Linked DNA regions of Mus musculus: region 2 is linked to region 1. A link is a contact called in public promoter capture Hi-C data. All regions are on one chromosome and are shown on one strand. The core of a region is the stretch at or near the end of the contact, and the rest is flanking DNA. Distances in the headings are between cores, read along the strand shown. Region 1 overlaps Arhgap31 (Rho GTPase activating protein 31). Region 2 overlaps B4galt4 (UDP-Gal:betaGlcNAc beta 1,4-galactosyltransferase, polypeptide 4).

Region 1 (3,425 bases), core at 386-2,885:
TCAAAAGGAATAGGCACACAGGAAGACAAGAGTCATACTTCTCTGGCTGGTGCACGCGTGTACACAGAATTCAAATGCCAAAATGAAACCTGTCACTTTGTAAGCTTACTTTAAATTGAAATTTAAGCCGGGCGGTGGTGGCTCACACCTTTAATCCCAGCACTTGGGAGGCAGAGGCAGGCGGATTTCTGAGTTCGAGGCCAGCCTGGTCTACAGAGTAAGTTCCAGGACAGCCAGGGCTACACAGAGAAACCCTGTCTCGAAAACAAAAAAAATTTAAATTTACAAGTAAGTAAGTAAACGAGCATGCTGGCACAGACATTGCCCAGCACAGGAGTGGTTTGGGAACAGGGGCAAGAGGGGTAGGGAGACCCAGGCAGGACCTTAGAATCCTTTTAAATCAGAACATACACAGTAGATGTGGTTGAGAGAAGGGCCCAGCAGACAGTGAGTGTTCCCCAAAGTTAATTGGCTTCGGCTCTCAGTGAGTAGTGTCTAAAAGCTATCATTGCTAAGAGTATAACTGTGAATGTTAATTGTTGTTGTTGGGCTTTTGTTTGTTTTGTGGTGCCAGGGACTAGATGCAGAGCCTCTTATGTGGTAAGAAGTGCTTTGTCACTGAGCTAGGGCCACAATCCCTTTTAAAGTTTTAGGATGGAGGACAGTGAGATGGCTCAGTGGTTAAAGATGCTTGCAGCCAAGCTCAGTGACCTGAGTTTGATCCTTGGGATCCATCATGGTAAGAGAGAACCAATTTCTGCAGGCTATTCTCAACCTTCACATATATACCATGCGTAAATACACAAGGAATAATAATAAATATAATGGCTTTTGAAACTGGATCTTGATATAAATACAGTCTGTAGCCCAGGCAAGCCTTGAATTCACTCCCTTCCTGCTTCGCCCTTCTAAGAAGATGCAATCACCACCAAACTGTGCAGTGCCTTACAAGGAACTCTGATCATTTGTTTCATTGGGCTGGAAATCCAACCCAGGGCCTTGTGCACGCTAAGCCAATGTTCTCACCACTAAGCCACACCCAGTACTCCACAATGGAAGGACGATCCAGAAATGCCAGCTAACAAATAAATGTGGGTGAATGGTGTGCAAAACCCCCAGATTTGAATCTTGATTTTTGCTTATATCGCAGCCAGCAGTGGTTATCAAAGTAGATGCAAGAGCAGGTGACAGCTAGCCACGCTGCCCTGAGTCCAGAAACAGAGAATGCTTGTGATTGGCTCAATTTACTTCTTTTTTATTCAGTACAGGATCCCAGCCTATGGAATGGCACTGTCCATATTTAGGGTGCCTAAATCTCCTCACTTCAATTAACCTAATCTAGATAGTCCTTTACAGACATACCAAAAGACATGTCTCTTCAGTGATTTTAGAATCCCCTCAAGTTGACTGTCAGTTTTAGTCATCACACACAGGCAGGATATATTCTCAAGATAGGAAACAGGGCTAGAATTGAAGAATCGTTAGGGATGCTGTGTCACAAGGCAGCCTAGGGCCAGCGAGAGATGGACATGAGCCAGCCTGTCATCACGTTGTCCTCATGGTGTTCCTGCCTCCCCTGCAAGGCCCTGGACTGCCGGGAACAAGATGCCCACACAGGATATAAGCAGATAGCAAATCAGAGCAAGGCCGCCAGATCCTGGGGACAAAACTCTTGTGCCTGATAAGAAAGGCACGTCTTCTCTGCCTTTTGGCAGACAAAACAGGCAGCAGTTGAAGACTAGGAGTCATGGAATAGTCACAGGCTAGGTGACAAGTATGTAGCTGTTCACACCCAAAGACGTGTGTCCCTGTGCTGTCTCTCTGAATGTAAGCGTCTATGGCTCTCTGCCATGCAGGACACCTTTCAATCCTGTACGTTCTTTCTCAGACGCCAAACAACCTCTGAGGGCACCCAGAGACCCACCCACTCCTGTGTGCATACAGGGTGAAGACCCTTGACTCTGGGACTCAGAAAGGGCATGTGGCTTGCCATTGACACAGACACCAGTGCTTCTGGGACAGGATCTGCAGGTGCAGTTGTAAGGCTGGAAGATCTGAGTCCTGAATAAGACCAGGACATGCAGGAAGGGTCCTGGCTCCTGGATGCTCACTGGGTACTTCATGTTCTTCTCCACAGGAAGCAGTGTCTCATCGCCCAGAAGAAGGCCAGCTGGCCAGAATCCAGAATGTTATCCTGGAGCTTCCCCCACCCCATTATAGGTAAGAAACGCTCAGACTCCGTGTGGTAAAACATCCAGGAGGCAGGGACATGTGACAACTGGAGCAAGTGGATGGTGGCTTTCCTGGAGGCGTTTTGGAAATTAATGAGCAGTCGGTGTTATCAGGACGATCGGGTGTCCAACCAGGGATGTTGGTAGCCGAGGACAACCTGCTTCCACTTGCAGGATACTCATCAGAGTACCAAAGAATGTCATCACAGTCACACAAGCCAGCCTCACTGTGACAGCTTTGGTTTATAAGCTGAATTATACTACAAAGAAGCCTTTGGAAACCCAGGTTTCCAAACCTTAAAGTTGGGGGTGACTATGACTCATGAGCATCTTAAGATTACCCCAAACATCATCCCTATCCTTCCTATCAAACAGATTATCGGGAGTGGTACTAACTTTCCCAGGGTTAGCAGAATTTGATGTGGTATTATAAAGAACGTCCTAAAGTCAACAAACATTCGTTTATGAAACGGGCCCACTGACAAGAACCCAGGTAGCCTGTAGCTAGACAGCTATCCCTGAGAATCGAGATGAGAACCTATTTGAGGATTGTGGGAAAGTGAATTTTCCCCAGGGTGAGAAAGAAGTAAGTTGTCACTAAGAGCTCTGGGCCTGCGGCCTGTGATGCTCTGTTTCTGTCCCTGGACCTACAGTTTCATCTGACATCTTACAGTGCTGACATCTGTCCCCATCCTGAGTCAGTGGCCCTGGAGTCAAGGAAGTGGCCCTTCATCAATCTTGATCTCTCCCCAGTGTTCCTTCAAAGTCCATAAGACAGAGACTCCTTCATCCCAACTTGGGTATGACCTCCACATGGCAGACTTCACATAGGCACTGACATTTCTTACTTTGCCAAAAATCAATTGAACAAACGAACTCTTTCAGGACCTTGGAATACCTGATTCGACACCTGGCCCACATCGCCTCATTCAGCAGCAAGACCAACATGCACGCCAGGAACCTGGCCCTGGTGTGGGCCCCAAACCTCCTCAGGTGACTACCACCGCGTGGGCTCAGAGCAGCAAAGCCTGGGTCCTTCAGAGATAAAGCACTTGACGGCATGGCTGAGTGGTCTTTTTATAGCATATACAGCTTGAAACTGCCGTTAAGGTCTTAAGCTCTTAGCCTGCTCCCTTGGAAACGCTGGTTCTAAAGGCATTTGTTGGCTATTACCCCGGTGTGGCTAAAGATACG
Region 2 (3,292 bases), core at 521-3,020, 140 kb before region 1:
ATCTGTGATAAACTGAGGCTAGCCTGAGCTACACAGTGAGTTCCAAGTGAACCGGAAGTGCTTAATCTAGACTGGATTCAGGCATTCACAGACATGGAGGTTGTGTGTGGAAAGAATAAGACACAGCCATGTGTAGGTGTGAGGAAATTATTCTCCATTGTCTTCGGTGGCTCAAAAACTTAGAAATAGCATTTAACACTTACGTAGCGGAGAAATGCCAATTTGAAGTTAATTACTCTTAAAATGAGAGGAAAGGACCTGATAAAATATTAATTTATTATGCATCCTAAGCAGCAAGACAGCCGAGTCTGCTGGGATCTATAATTAATAATGCTATCTCATCACAAGGAAAGCAATGACTGTGTAAAGTCATAATCTCGGCCACAAACCAAGGTTCCATCTAAGCTCTGTGCCTGACAACAGCATTGAGTCGGCTCGCTCTACCAGATCTTGGCCTTGTCTATAAATGAGACTGGTGACACAGAATGCATTTCAAAGGCTCAAACAACAGAATTCACTTGGAACATGCTTTACAAACTGTAATAAATACTGTAGGAGAGAAGATGGGTGGTGTTCAATATTAGTCAGCAAGTCTCAATCAATATTATGCTCCATCCTTCCTGGTTTATTCAGTGCATTGGTGGAAACCTGTTCTGAGGATCACGATGTCTCATGGAGGCAGAAGAGAAAGACAGAAAAGCAAAAAGACATGGCGAGGAAGAGCCCCCACACTCCAGAATCTGGCTGCCTTTCCTACAGACAGAACGGAAACTTCAGCACTGCTGATATGGCCAAACTTGCCTGCAGAGATAAACAGGGTTTTCCTACAGATACTTCAAACTAGGATGCTAAAATCAACAGTGTCCATGCAGGGACAGAATGTGTAAATCCTCAAGTTTTCTACCTTGACACTCATCTCTCATCTGTAAATCTAAATAACCCACATCCCCAAACCACCCCCAACTTCATTTACAAAAGAAAAATTTTGGAGAGAAATAAATAAGCCAGCTCATAGGTCTTTGAACCTTATTGTAGGCCTGGAAAGATGGCTCAATGGTTAAGGGCTCTGATTGCCCTTCCAGAGGACCAGAGTTCAATCCCCAGCAACCACAGGGTGGCTCACAACTGTCTCCAGTCCCAGGCGAAATCAGACTCCCTCTCCTGCCCTCCGCAGGCCCTGCACATACACAGTGCACAGGTATGTCTATGCAGACAAAACATTTGTAGGCAAAAAATAAAGACTAAAAAAAAAAAAAAAAAAACGTGAAACTTTGTTGTAATTTACACCCTTTAAGCAATCTATCTCAGAAACAGGACCAAGTATGTGTGCATGTGTGTGCACATTCAAGCCATGTAAGACAATGAAATATAATTTTCCCTAGAGAAGTTCACACCAACACGTATATCTTATTCTTTCCCCCAAAAGACCTTTATATCTGTGAACTCCTGCACCCAAGTATGTAGTAAAAATGCCTTTGGATAAATTCCAATTCTGCTTCCTGCTGGCTTGTCCTGAAGTTCTTCTCAGCCATGAGCAGCGATCTCTGAAAAGAACTCTCGAGGCTGCTGAAGGTGAACCCTTCCCCTGCTGACAAAAACAAAACTTAAGGTTTCACTCTCCCTTAAAGCTAAGAAACTGTGGGAAAGGAGACAGAGATGGTATGTAACCATTGCAACTATCTACTGCTCGCCCAGCTAAGCAGTACAAGGGACTTGGGGAAAAAGGAAGTACTGGCTTCCTCTAGCCCTTCCTAACCCTGACTCTGTATGATCAGCAGCTTGTGTGACCATGATGGTGACTGCTGGGGTCTGGGTGACATGGAGCCCTTAGGCAGGAAAACCTTCCTCTTTCAGAAACACGGCAAAAGGCTCTCTGCCCGAAGGGGCCAAGGCTAAGCAGCATGAGGCCTAGCTCCTTCACACCAGCCTCCTGGGTGCTTGATCGTGGCATATCTGTCAATTCAGATCTCGAGCTTAGAACACACTTTCTAAGCAGCATCAGGAAGAGGGAAAAGGTCCCCTGCTGTCTGCCCAGGAGGCCCTTGGGATCACAGCTCTGACTTATGGGCTTTTGAATAGTTAGGAATTTCTGGGCAATGGGTACATCTTTACCATCAACACACACACACACACACACACACACACACACCCTGGCACCATTTAAGCCCAACTCTGCAGCCTTAGGACCTGCTGGCCTGGCATGTCCAGGAACTACACACAAGTGCGGGTTTCCAGGTCAGCCCTGAGAGCAGAGCCCCGGGAAGGTCCCTTCTCTGCTGTTCACCTGAGTCTGAGGTCATCGTCTTCTCCTCCCCATCCCCAGTAGTTGTTAGAGAATCCATTCACCTTGAGAAACTGTTCCCTGCTGAGGGCAGTGACACCCCCAAAATATTTACTGTAACGCAACCTGGAGCAAAAGAGAAAACAGAGAAGTGACATTTAGCACAAAGCCCCTCTGTTCCCCCTCTGGTTTCGGGGGCTAGCATTCCAGGAACCCTTGGGAGATGGTTCACCTCCACCCATTTCAACTATCTACTCTTGCCTCATGTCTCCCTGTACTGCTGGCCTTTGATCTGCTGTTGGGTGACCCCACTAAGTAAGGTGACCCACGTGCCTGTTATCAATAACACTGGTATTCAGTATTGCCTTAAATGTGAGTGAGAGAATCCATCCCATGTAAAGGCTGCTAAGAACACCAGGTATGTTCAGCATCAATGAGTCTCATGATAAATATACTCCCCCTCCCCCTTTCTTCTTAGGGTAGAGAAGAGGTGTAAATCAGGAGACAGTTCCAGTCCGTGCTTTGATTGTGCTCACTCTGCAAACCACCATCTTAAGAGTCTGCTTTCTACAGAGATCAACAGGCCACCCCCACTCGGCTGAACTGCGGGCTTGGGCAATCAGATGGAATGCAGTGTCTTTCATGAAAACTGAGTATGAAGAAAATCGTTTGGTTTTGAGAGCAAGACAATGAATTTATTCTTAGGCTAAATTTGAGACGTTCCTAGGGCTTATGCCAACGGGCAATGGAGGAAGGGTTCACGTTCACAAGACACCTGTGCGGAGATAACTCAGCAGCTGTGAGTACCTGAAGACCGTGGAGTAGGAGACACCTGGACGACTATAGAATGAGCAAGAAGAGTTGAACATCCGCTGAACCACTGTTAAGACTAATAAGGAGAAGAGGAAGCCAAAGGCCTAGGACAATAGGGTGGGAGGAATGTCAGAGAGTAGCTCCCAGGATAAAAGGACTCTTATCCCACTGACCTGTCAGCAAGCTGGGCTAAGGCTA

What was found. Capture Hi-C pulls out chosen DNA fragments and counts their contacts.
Region 2: a promoter capture Hi-C map of adipose tissue shows a contact between it and region 1. The contact joins two enhancer-like sites. A contact is called at or near these places in 2 of 15 datasets of contacts at CTCF or cohesin (large pre-B cells and pro-B cells), 2 of 484 Hi-C or Micro-C datasets (embryonic stem cells and nephron progenitors), 5 of 115 datasets of contacts at active chromatin or transcription factors (T-cell acute lymphoblastic leukemia, embryonic stem cells, memory CD8 T cells and 1 more) and 5 of 9 other capture datasets (adipose tissue, embryonic stem cells, embryonic tail and 2 more).

Annotation. Positions count from the first base shown.
Region 1 is chr16:38,624,346-38,627,770 of GRCm38.p6, reverse strand. Arhgap31 (Rho GTPase activating protein 31) reads left to right here. Exons shown (of 12, transcript NM_020260.2): 4 at 2,138-2,220; 5 at 3,117-3,224. All of the region lies in intron 2 of Gm36482 (a long non-coding RNA gene), which reads right to left. Among named protein-coding and RNA genes, the nearest start is that of Gm36482, 11 kb to the right of the region's middle. Within about 2 kb of position 1,635, at least 8 of the 459 cell types and tissues checked have an H3K27ac peak or open chromatin away from gene starts, as enhancers often do. A contact at or near this core is called in adipose tissue, where this site is marked.
Region 2 is chr16:38,762,184-38,765,475 of GRCm38.p6, reverse strand. B4galt4 (UDP-Gal:betaGlcNAc beta 1,4-galactosyltransferase, polypeptide 4) reads right to left here. Exons shown (of 7, transcript NM_019804.4): 5 at 2,285-2,407. Among named protein-coding and RNA genes, the nearest start is that of B4galt4, 22 kb to the right of the region's middle. Within about 2 kb of position 1,770, at least 40 of the 459 cell types and tissues checked have an H3K27ac peak or open chromatin away from gene starts, as enhancers often do. A contact at or near this core is called in adipose tissue, where this site is marked.